Linked DNA regions of Ovis aries: region 2 is linked to region 1. Evidence: chromatin contacts called from public Hi-C data. All regions are on one chromosome and are shown on one strand. The core of a region is the stretch at or near the end of the contact, and the rest is flanking DNA. Distances in the headings are between cores, read along the strand shown. Region 1 holds the start of RNF20 (ring finger protein 20). Region 2 holds the start of ZNF189 (zinc finger protein 189).

Region 1 (2,753 bases), core at 85-2,584:
ATGCCATTCAGTGGTTCTGTGCATGCAAGATTTGCCAAGAGCAAAGAAGTCAAAGGAAGGAGGTCAGAGAGAGTCATTTCATACAATGCTTTCCCTGACAGGTCCCCAAACATGGTTCTCAGGCTTCTGCTTCACCCAAAGAGTTCATTTGGAGCCAGTTGCCTCTTTACCGCTGGGCAAAGTGTTCTAGTATCAGGAAACATGAACGCTTGTTTCCCACTGTTTACATTCTGACTTTACTGGGTAGTTTTTTATACCTCTGTGAGGCATACAGCTTTTCATCAATAAATTAGTTTGATTACCTTCCTATCATTAAAACACATTGTTTAATTGAGTGGAAAATAGCAGTTTGTTATTAACTAAAAAATCAATGCTTAATTAGCTTAAAATAGACGAGTGTTAAGATCAGAATCAACTTATTGATTTATGTTTATCTATTCCCTGGTCAATTTCTTGTTGAAAAGATACACAAAGATAGTAACTGTCCATCCCGTTTGCACATTAGAATCCAGTGGGGGTGGGGGAGGGTTGGGAAAATTTTTTTTTTTTTATAAAATGTGGATGCCCAGGCCCTACACAAGAGGGACCAAAACTCCCCAAGTGATTTTAATGTGTAGACAGAGCTGTCATACATTTCCCTGAAATAGCCACAACCTTCTAAACTCACCGAATCTCTTGGGTTTTCTCCAGAACTTTTCATTTCAGCAAAAAGGGGCTCACAGTAATTTTTCCGAGGTGTCTGAAACTTAGTCCTTTCCCCTGGAGATTGACGGCGCCATTAGCCAATCGCCAGTCTGAGCAGAACCAATAATAGGTAACAGAACAATAGGCACTGTAAACAAAAGGTACTCAGTTAAAAAAAAAAGGAGGGGGGACGCTTAAGGGCTTCCCTGGTGGCTCAGCTGGTAAAGAATCCGCCTGCAGTGCGGGAGACTCTGGTTCGATGTCCTGGAGAAGGGAACGGCTATCCACTCCAGTATTTTGGCCTGGAGAATTCCATGGACTGTATAGTTCATGGGGTCACAAAGGGTCGAACACGACTGAGCAATTTTCACTATTCACAGTAAAAAAAAAAAAGAAAGAAAGAAAAACAGGTCGCAGTAGCAATGGTTAACAAACGGGAAAAAAATCTGGGACGTTTCCTCTGACGTCAGCGAGGCCTCTACAAAGCGGCCGCCGGGTGCCCAAGAGCTGCTAGACCGCACTTACTTCCGGAAGCGGGGCGCCCTCGATGCGTGTCACTTCCGCCCGGTTGAGTCTTGTCCTTCTCGCTGCCAGATTGAAGCTACTTCCTCCTTTCTTTCCCTTCTTCCTCCCCTTGGCCCCGCCTCCCGGAAGCTTCGCTGGATCTTCACTTGTGGGTTAGGGGTGAGAGGTGGGAGGGCTACGCGGACCTTGGTGAATAACTGCCCCGCGTTCCACTCCCCGGCGGCGCAAGTTGGAAGAACTCAGGTTAGATCTCGGCCAAGGGCGGGACGGGACTCAGCGGGCAACGGGTATCCCCACCCTCTTCCGCTCCAAGGCCTCCCTCTCCCGGGCCTGTAATTGGCCTCTCCGAAGGCTGGGGTCCTTGGCCCCTCTGGAGTCGGATTGAGGCCATTGTCCTCCTCCTCTCTCTCCAGGCGAGGTCCCACTCAGGTTGCTGCCACCGATATCCTTCTCCTGGAGCTTCAGTTGGAAGCGGAGTTGTGTGTCGTCTCGGTGATGGCAGGGCTGATACCTTCAGTAGCAAAGTGCTTTAGCATCTATTCCGCTTCTTTTGAGCTCCGAAACCTTGGGAGGCGAGTAGGGCAGAGACAGTATGTGGTCACTTGCATTGTGCATATCAAAAATTCCTTTCCAAGGCAGCACGGCTCTCTAAGAGTTAGTACTGGGATTCACACGCAGATCTAGCTTCTCTAGGGTGACACAAATTCGTGGGGAGAGCGTTTAGAAATAGGGAAACTGCAAATATAAAAAGGAGAGTTAGCATTGCTGAGTGCATGCTTCGTGTTCGGCCTTATGCTAAAGTCTTTCTGTACTTATTCATTCCTTATGAGGAGCATAGGAAGCATATACTGTTGTTATTTCTGCTTTAGGAAATTGAGGCTCAGAGATGATATATGGCTTGTTCAGTGTTAATAAAGTAGACATCTCCCAGGTCTCTTCCAGCTCTCTGATTCTCCCAACACTGTATAATTAACTGATTTTCTGTATTTCTAAATTAAACTATACTTTCAGATGTTGGCATTTCAGGAAATGAGATGCCTGAAAATTTTCTAAGTTTCTTCATCCTTTGCCTGTTATCTTGTATTTTAGTAGCATCCTATTTAGAACTTTGTAGTTCTGTAAATTCAGCTGCGACTCTTACTTCACAATTTACTTTTCTCTTTCCAAGAGGAACCTGAGGATCAGGTTGCTAAGTGTGAAATTAATGGACCCGGGTTAAAGGATTGACAGGAAAAGTTGCTAGTTTTTACATCATAGATCGACTCTAGTTGCTCTCCTTGCCTATCTTACCTAAGATTTTTTTTCTCTCCAGGAAAACAGTTATCATCTTGTGCCACGATGTCAGGAATTGGAAATAAAAGAGCAGCTGGAGAGCCTGGCACATCTGTGCCTCCAGAGAAGAAGACAGCTGTTGAAGATTCAGGGACCACAGTGGAAACAATTAAACTTGGGGGTGTCTCTTCAACGGTATGTGGAAATAATGCTATGAGAGTGTGCTTTTCTTCTGTCAGTTGCAACCTAGAAGTAATAATTATGGAAGCCTT
Region 2 (2,770 bases), core at 14-2,513, 180 kb before region 1:
AAATTAAATAAACAAATCACATATAAAAAAAGAATCAAAACAAAATGGAACAGAAGGAAAGCTAATAAAACATGAGCTGATGAGAAAAATCCATTTGGGTTGAAGTTTTTCTTGGAAACTTACGAGCGTTTACACTGTTTCTTGAGGTTCCTACAAATCTTCATCTCCTAACACTAAGTCACAGACATTTCACTTGTCTAAGTCACATGTCTAAGTCATGTCGTAACACTAAGTCACAAAATTTCACTTGGCCCTGCAGAAAAAGCAGCAGATGGGAGAGTTAAGAGACCGGGATTCCAGATCCAGCCCTGTCATTAACTTGCTTTCTGACTTTTAGCAAAATATTGCTATTTCCTTCCGGTGCTGGCTCGGTTTCCTCTTGCCAGAGTACTCATGGCTCTGTGAAGGGACTCTGTTTCGCGGCTGCATCCTATATAAAGAAATGCTGAGCCAGGACAGTTAATAGCTATTTGAGTAAATCAATGAGCGGACAAAATGAGGACACTGCACCCTGAATGTTTCTTTAGTTCAGCGAACACCTTCACATTCATGTTCTAAGTTGCCTGTCCTAAAACAGTCATTTGTTTCCCGACACCACATTATACTCCGCGTCTGGAACACGTGGTCAGTAAGTATGGTTTACCTAATAAATTAACAGGTGAAACAGAAGAAGGGGGCGGTATTTCGGTTCTAAGATGAGTAAACTGAGGGCACACGAAGTAAGTGGACCCCACCACTCGCGGAAACGAGCTGAAGCTTCTGAACGCAGAACCCTCACGCACTTTCTCGTCCTTTCCCCGGTAAAGCGCAGGACCACGGTCCTGTCTTAAGTTCATCATTCTCAGTTCCTCTCCTTACTTTCTGTGAACATGACCCACGGTCTAACCTTCCGCTTTACCTGAGTCGAGACCAAAATGCTCTGCTTGGCGCCCCTGAAGCTACCCCTGTGAAGCTTTTTCTGCAAACGCCGGCCACCCAGAGCGCCGCCATCTTCGGGGAGACCTTGGTGACAGAGCTCCACCCCCAGGCGGCAGCGGCACGCGAAGATCAGCCAATAAAATGTAAGCTTAGTGGCAAGTGTCCTTTTCCGGTTGAGACCAACCCAGGCTCCCTCGCCTTTTGCACTCCGGGAAGCGTAGTTCGGTCGCCATGGCCGTGGCAGGCTGGACCCCAGCGCTCTCTCAGAGCATGACGGGAGTTGTAGTTGAGGGGCGTCCCGGGAAGGTTCCCGGTGACGCCTTCTGGTCCGGGGGCGGGCGGTCACAGAGCTCTTTGGCTGAAAGCAGCAGGAACTGGCGACCGAGAGGAGGCTCTAGCGAGGCCTGGAAGGCTGCACAGCCAGGCAGGGGAGGGGGGTGCGGGGTGGGGGCGGCCAAGTAGCGCTTCTGACCGGCTGCTGGGGTCGTGACCGTTCGGGGCAAGACCTGGCCAGATCCAGCCTAGAGGCCTCGCTTTCTTCGGGCCTAATATTCAGCGGCCGGGTAGGCCTTGCCAGAGCCTCCTTTTCGTGCGGCCACCCGGGATTCCTGCCCTGATTTTCTGTCTGGGAGATGGCCTCGCCGAGTCCCCCGCCACAGCCAAAGGTAAGTCGCCCCTCGGAGTATCCCCGTTCTCTCGCCTTTACCTAGCTCGCTAGGCCGCGCCACCGCCCCCACCCCCCTTTTCGGGTCTTTAAGGCCAGCGCGGTGCAATGAAGTACCCCCTAATGTACTGGGGAGCCCTTCGCGATCACACTGCCCAGTGGCTCCTTTTTTCAAGAGTGACTTGCTAAATCTAAAGAAAATTAGTAATGCTCCAAACTAGCGTTTTCATTTATGAGTTCTTCCAGGTGAGGTTAGCTTTTTTCATCCTCCCTTGTGTCTTCTACACCTGCCCCATGCCTGGACCCAAAGTAGACGCTTAGAAAAATTAACATAATTGAGTTGAAAAGGGTCGTAATTGAGTTGGAACGGGGCGATGAGGTGAAGGAAACTTGGGAAGGCCTTAGTGCAGCTTACTAAAATTAAATATTAGGGCATACTGGGTAAACCTTATCCTTAAGCTCCTCACTACAGAGGACAGAGATCCAGCTGTGTTTTCTTCTAATTTGAGGTGTCTGAATTTTGTCGGGTCCCAGAATTGAGCCTCACTTGTAACTGTTAGTTATCATGTTCCTTCTAGCCTACCCGGTTCTGATAAGTGGTTGTTTCTGCTACTTTTAGCGGTAGAATTGTCCTTGAGACAACAAAACTGACTGCAGAAATCATACTATTTCAGGGCTTGCTGACATTTGAGGATGTGGCTGTGTTTTTTACCCAGGAGGAGTGGGATTATCTGGATCCAGCTCAGAGAAGCCTGTATAAAGATGTCATGATGGAGAATTATGGAAACCTGGTCTCACTGGGTAAGAATCTGCTGTTTCTTGGATCAGAATAGCTAAGAAACTGTAAGAAAGCAGAACACATGAACTAGTACCATACCAAATGGCTTTGTTTCAAGGCTCCAATTCAGACCTTTCAGCCATGAATTGTTTCCATGGCTCTCATCCCTACCGTCCTTGCAGTGACCAAAATACAAGCTTTTCTGGCTTCCATCCTCGTAATCTCATTCCCATATTGCTCTGTACTTTCCCTCCTAGCTCATCCTCCCACTGCTTTCCTCCCACCCCTTTTCACTCTGCCTTCTGGAGCCCCTGTTTCTCTTCACATGGTGTTCCCTACCCCTCCTGGCCTTAACTGAAACCTGGCACTTTCCCAAGGACACTACTTCTCTTGCAGGGGCAGCTTATTCT

The links. Hi-C and Micro-C count contacts between places; a contact is called where the count stands out from the background.
Region 2: a contact with region 1 is called in a Hi-C map of muscle, with 2.9 times the contacts expected there. The contact joins the promoter of ZNF189 here to the promoter of RNF20 in region 1. A contact is called at or near these places in 5 of 16 Hi-C or Micro-C datasets (hypothalamus, liver, muscle and 2 more).

The regions. Positions count from the first base shown.
Region 1 is chr2:21,574,245-21,576,997 of ARS-UI_Ramb_v3.0, reverse strand. RNF20 (ring finger protein 20) reads left to right here and starts at 1,334. Exons shown (of 20, transcript XM_042242951.2): 1 at 1,334-1,452; 2 at 2,530-2,676. The coding sequence starts at 2,548. It overlaps LOC121818599 (a long non-coding RNA gene), which reads right to left and starts at 1,233. Exons shown (of 2, transcript XR_006058581.2): 1 at 668-1,233.
Region 2 is chr2:21,757,668-21,760,437 of ARS-UI_Ramb_v3.0, reverse strand. It overlaps ZNF189 (zinc finger protein 189), which reads left to right and starts at 1,263. Exons shown (of 3, transcript XM_042242953.2): 1 at 1,263-1,583; 2 at 2,302-2,383. The coding sequence starts at 1,551. MRPL50 (mitochondrial ribosomal protein L50) reads right to left here and starts at 1,011. Exons shown (of 2, transcript XM_004004047.5): 1 at 899-1,011. The coding sequence starts at 990.